Linked DNA regions of Drosophila melanogaster: region 2 is linked to region 1. Evidence: chromatin contacts called from public Hi-C data. All regions are on one chromosome and are shown on one strand. Each heading gives the region's core, a stretch centred on a gene start, on an enhancer-like site or on the middle of the called end of the contact. The rest is flanking DNA. Distances are from core to core; before and after follow the strand shown. Region 1 holds the start of CG8939. Region 2 holds the start of SMC3 (Structural maintenance of chromosomes 3).

Region 1 (3,020 bases), core at 271-2,770:
TCGCTTTGCTCCTCATCATTGTCATCGTCATAGTTTAGATCATCGTTGATGTTGCCCTCATCCTTGTCGAAATACTTGTATTTTGGCAGCTTTGTTTCCTCGGGCTGCGATTCATCGACAGCAAAATCGGGTTGCACGTCTAGCAGCTCGTCAAGCTCGGCAGAGGTGCGAATATTCTTGAGGTCAAAGATTTCGTGCTCCATTTCCTCGACCGGACCATCGTCTCCCTTGATCACCATATTAAGGTTCATCTTCTCGTGCAATTTCGCCTTGGTCTTGAGCGTCTTCTTACGCTTACGCTTCAAGTCCTTCTTCTCCTCTTCGACAATTGTCTCAATTTGCGTTTGCAGCTCGGCATCTTCCATGTCCTCGATTTCCGCTTGCGTCAATGGCTTGGGCTTCTCATCTGCGGCATTGCCGACGACCAGTGGGGTTTCCTTTTCAACGAACAACTCCCTAACATCCTTCCACCATTGCACGAGACCCTTGATATCCTTGCGGCCCAATACCTTCAGATCCTTGCAGCACTCGAGAATCTCTGGCGTGGTCTTCTTGTGATTGGCAATGCGCTGATCATCGATGCGAATCGAACCGATGCCCTGCAGCGCAGCCAGTGCATTTTCAGCCTTCAGGAACTCTGTGGCAGCCAGATCGTTGCGCAGCGCAATATCCTGGGCCGTATAGCCCTCGGCCTTGATGCGCTTTTGCTTTTCGGGATGCAGCAGGCTGCTCTTCTTTTTGGCATCGAGATCCAGCTCCTCGAACACATACTTCGAGTCCAGGAGACGGGGATCAATGTGATCGGGCGCCAGGTAGCCCTGACAGACGACGAATATCTCGGCGGATTCCTTACGCGACGCACTCGGCTTGGTGGCGTGCACCTTCTTGAACAGCTGCTTGAGCACCCAGAGCAGGGCATTGTAATCCTTGGAGCGGAAAACCTTCGTCACAAACCAGCCGCCGTTGCGCAGAAACTGTGTGCTCAACTTGAGCGCGTTGAGGGTGAGACAGATCTGCTGATAGGCATCGTACAGCCAGTTCCTACCCACATTGGGAGCACCGTCGTGGAGCACAACATCGGCCTTCCACGATTGCAGCTCCTTGGTCAGCGATTGGCGGCACTTCTCGGTGGTGATGTCCTCGACGAGACCAATGCAGCCGGCAATGGGACGGATGGGAAAGAGATCCACGCCGATCACAATGCTGGACACCGGCATATTCTGCTTGGCCACCTGCATCCAGCCACCGGGAGCTGCGCACAAATCCAAACATACTTGCGATTGTTGGAGGAAACCGAATTTGCGATTCAGCTGGATCAATTTGAAGGCGGCACGCGATCGCAGGCCCGTCTCCTTGGCCAACTGGTAGAACTTATCCTTGCGCGTCTTTCCAACTTTCGTCTTCTTGCCCATTGCTGCTGGCTTTTCGTACAATTACGATAAAAATCAAAACGAATTCAAATCAAATGTCGAATTCGTGCACGTGTTGCCAACAGTGTGGCCGTATTGACAATTCAAAGTATTCCGGGCAGTGCCAGCATGCGCGTCAAGGTAGCGGCGATTGAGTGCTAGATAAGTGGAACGTGTTCTTAAATTGTGGAATGCATTGGGGCAGCGGGTGAATTTTTTTAAAATTTCTACTTTATTATTTATAAATTTAAAATTGGTCGATCAAAGTGATTTATATAAATTACTACACACTTTTGGGAATAACTGTAAGATGTGGGGTGAAGTACATTAAGCCGTAATGAACCATAATAAAAATAAAATACGCCTAAAATTAAAATTTTTTGTCTGTTTTACAGCTGCCAAAAATCTAAAAAATTAAAATTCTTCTGTTTTTATTGACCAACCCCACATAAAAGAATGATTTCTATCTGTGAGCCAGATAGTTTTAATTAAAGAAGAGCAAGTGTATCTACAGATGCTCCATCTCTTTCTATTACGTGTATAGATTATCTGCAAAGGATAACGCCCTTTTCTTTAATACTCCCAAAAAACCATTAATTAATACTTCGTTTTGATTTATTAAGTTATTTGTGTAAAGTTGTGTATTTATATATTTTTCTATTGTTATCCAAAATGTTTAATGCAGTACCTTACTTACTGAAATACATTGAATGGTTTCATTTGACCGTAATGTGAGCGAAAGTCTGTCAAAGACATATGTTATTTATCATTTAAAATTATAATCGTTTTGTATACTTTCAAATAATCTGTTTTCATATCCGTTTTAATTGGGGGCAAAGAGTAGTGTACACTTCTTACTAAGCGAAAGACGAATTTGTTCTTGATTTTATAATGCAATTAAGTTGGGAAGTTCGTTTTTATAGCAAGAAATCCATTAAGATTTAATGTTTAATACTTTTTAGGATGTAAGAAACAAACAATTGTTTTGAGACTTTTAAAATACACGTTAATAAATCTATTAAATGTTATAAGCTGTTAAATAATACAATTCGTCCTTCGATAGAAATGTGACATTTTGTTTATCCAAGACTTTTCTTTTCCGTTTTTACATTCAAAATATTTTTGTAATTAGTTGACGTGTGTGCGGATAACAACAACATGTATTATTTATTTATTTGATATACATCGTATACATGGTTTAGTTTCGTATTTTCGTATTGTTCAAGTTTTTAAAAATTTCGTACAGTTTTAAATTCAGTAAACACTATTTTGCTGTCGTATACGTACTGTAGCCAAAAAAGAATCGTCATAGTATGATTTACATGCAATATTTGTATATACCCGCAAATGTAGGTAAATGTATTAAAATATATTTATACACAGCTGCGGTCAAAATAATAGCTCTGAAACTTGTGCCTCCTCCACTCGTTGTGAAAATATTCGTATACTACCAGTTTAATCGAGTTTCTTTGCATATGTTTTCGATGGTTAATATATAAGCTAAATGGGGCTATGCAGAAAAAGTCACTGCATTGGTTATTAACCCTTTTTAAAGAACGTTGATCAAATTATAATCGCTTAAGCGAATTATTACGTATTTATGTATTTTAC
Region 2 (2,963 bases), core at 328-2,827, 600 kb before region 1:
GGCCCTCCAGTTAAGTCCGGTGAGGCAGTCAGTGTGCTAGATAAACTTGAGTTAGTCGATTTTGACGTTAGGTTCTTCATTTTTGCTAATTTGAAACTTGTGTCGGTTAGCTCAACGAGGGATTTTTGAGAAAACTATGGGTTAGCGAGTTGTTGGAATCGTGTTGTTCAGGGTAGAAAGTATTGACGGTGACGCACATGATCCATTTACGCCGGTAAACCAAGAGTTTTGCGCACCAGCCGTCGGGCGATGGCGTTGAACTCATCCCTCTGTTCGCGCCACATAATTGCTGCATCCACATTAGCGCCGCTCTCATCGTTGGGTTCTGTGGGCAAAAATGAACGACATCAGTTTGAACTTAAGGAATGAACAAGTGAAGTGAACTATCGGCATGATCAACCATATAATCTAGTGAACAAATGAACTTGGAAGTAGATACCCCCGTTGGAATTGCCCTTAAGACTTTATTGTGACTTTTTTCTTACCCGCCAGCATGCTGACCACACTAAGCAAAATCTTCTCCACGCTCTGGACAGGACTCCAGCGCTCCGCGGATAGCTCGTAGCCCATGGGATCGTCGCCGGGTGCGTGTAGTATTGATATGCAGACCCGCCCGTCGGCGAATATGTTGGGATGGAACATGTCACAAGTGAATTTCATTTTAGGCGGACTCAGAGGATAGTCGGTCGGAAAGATGAGCCGGGCAGGAAACACTCCGCCCTCGAAACAAGTGCCCTCAGGTCCGCTGCAAAGGGCAAAGTGCAATTAATGGGTTAATCTGTCCACATCTGTCCGATCCGTGTCGATCGTTCGGGGATCTTAACTCACGCAATCAGTGCCTCCCACTCGAAGAAGTTGTCCTCGCTGATGGGGCCGGCCACAATGCCCTCGGGCGGGTCAAGTGTTAACTCTGGAGATGATCGGAGCGGTGGTAAGGGAAAGCTGTTGCTGCCCTGTGGACTTTCGACTCACGTTTGTATTCCGCCATCAGGCGGCGCAGTGCGGACCCAGCCATCCTAAATGCGCTCGATGGTAATGATGATGGTTCAGTTCACGGGCTCCTTCTCCCCACTGTGACCACTTCCTTTGAGTTTCCTTCAGCTGCTTCTCCGTTTCCTGTCCACCTGCTCCTGCACCTGCTACACCCGAATGGGGTCCTTGCTTGTTTTGGCGGCAATCGCGAACTTTCCAGATCCTCGGGCACGGGTCAAAATACAGACACGTCGTAATATAATAAACACAAACGGTGTTCCGTGTTTATTTATATCGAATGAATCGAGTGGCTTTCTATAAAAATATATCTGTACTGAGTGAATTTAACAAGAGTAATCGATTCGATTCGATAACGTCGGCTATCGTTGTTTTAGTATTTCACACCTTCAAACTACCTTATTAAATTAATTATTTGTTTGCTTCTTAAACCATTATTGATGGACACTTTTAGTTGTAAAATTTAAAATTATTTTTTTGTTTTATATCATTTGAATTTTTGGTTCGATTGCAAGCCAGTGTTTTTCAAAGTTGGGATATCGATGACATCGATAGTGAAACGCAAACATCGATAAGTCGCTGCCCGAGTCGATATTATTTATGTATTTGTTGTAAAACAAAAAGAGCGCGATTTTGTGCAAAAAATCGCATATAATAAGATGCACATCAAGCAGGTGAGTGTTGAAATGACGGCCATGCTCCTGGCCACCCATTGGACACCGAAGATCTGAAATCCACCCGTTAATTCCAGATTATTATACAAGGCTTCAAGAGTTACAAGGACCAGACGGTGGTGGAACCATTCGACAAGCGCCATAACGTTGTTGTTGGACGTAATGGCTCCGGGAAGAGCAACTTCTTCTACGGTTAGTATCAGCTCCAGCCTGCCTGTTCAGCTAACCATATTTAATCGACCCTAATGCTATCCCATCCACTTTGCAGCCATCCAGTTTGTGCTAAGCGATGAGTTCACCCACTTGCGGCCGGAGCAGCGTCAGTCGCTTCTGCACGAGGGAACAGGTGCCCGCGTCATCTCCGCCTATGTGGAGATCATCTTCGACAACTCGGACAACCGAGTTCCAGTGAGTAGTCAAACCAAGTGACCCAGAAAACATAGTCTTTGCAAGAACTCTACTGCCTTGGAAGATGTAGTCAATGGTTGTAACATATCGCTCAAAATCCTCTAAAGCAACCCGCTCATAGCATCTTCTCATAATATTCAAACTTATAGGCAAACATTTCTAGCCACTTCATAACTGACGCTACGCTTATTTTGTAGATCGACAAAGAAGAGATCTTTCTGCGGCGCGTGATTGGCGCCAAAAAGGACCAGTACTTCCTCAACAAGAAGGTGGTGCCGCGCAATGAGGTGGTCAATCTGCTGGAATCGGCTGGTTTTTCCAGTTCAAATCCCTACTACATTGTCAAGCAGGGCAAAATCAATCAGATGGCAACTGCCGCCGATTCCTATCGTCTCAAGCTGCTACGCGAAGTCGCGGGAACGCGTGTTTACGACGAACGGAAGGAGGAGTCGTTAAATCTATTGCGCGAGACGGACAGCAAGGTGGAGAAAATCAGCGAGTACCTAAAGACCATCGAGGATCGGCTCCAGACGCTCGAAGAGGAGAAGGAAGAGCTAAAGGAGTACCAGAAGTGGGACAAGACGCGCCGCACGCTAGAGTATATACGCTACGAAACCGAGCTGAAGGACACCAAGAAGGCTCTCGACGAGCTCCAGCTGCAGCGCAAGTCGTCCTCGGACAAAAAGAAGATCTACAACATTGAGATTCAGAAGGCACAAGAGAAGATCAAGGATGTGCAAAAGAACCTTAAAGAGGCAAAGAAGAAAGTGCAGAGCACAAAGGAGGAGCGCTCCGTACTGATGACGGAGCAGCAACAGTTACTGCGCGAGAAAACGAAACTAGACCTAACCATTGTCGATCTAAATGACGAGGTTCAGGGCGACAACAAGT

Evidence for each region. Hi-C and Micro-C count contacts between places; a contact is called where the count stands out from the background.
Region 2: a contact with region 1 is called in a Hi-C map of the Kc167 cell line, with 1.9 times the contacts expected there. The contact joins the promoter of SMC3 here to the promoter of CG8939 in region 1. A contact is called at or near these places in 5 of 107 Hi-C or Micro-C datasets (the Kc167 cell line, the S2 cell line, brain and 1 more).

The regions. Positions count from the first base shown.
Region 1 is chrX:15,995,516-15,998,535 of dm6, reverse strand. CG8939 reads right to left here and starts at 1,520. Exons shown (of 2, transcript NM_132871.3): 1 at 1-1,520. The coding sequence starts at 1,412. It overlaps exd (extradenticle), which reads right to left. Exons shown (of 5, transcript NM_001272663.2): 5 at 2,027-3,020.
Region 2 is chrX:16,592,053-16,595,015 of dm6, reverse strand. It overlaps SMC3 (Structural maintenance of chromosomes 3), which reads left to right and starts at 1,577. Exons shown (of 5, transcript NM_078650.3): 1 at 1,577-1,664; 2 at 1,742-1,856; 3 at 1,933-2,072; 4 at 2,270-2,963. The coding sequence starts at 1,650. Ubc7 (Ubiquitin conjugating enzyme 7) reads right to left here and starts at 1,339. Exons shown (of 4, transcript NM_001298405.1): 1 at 973-1,339; 2 at 829-910; 3 at 486-745; 4 at 1-325. The coding sequence starts at 1,015. The coding sequence ends at 207.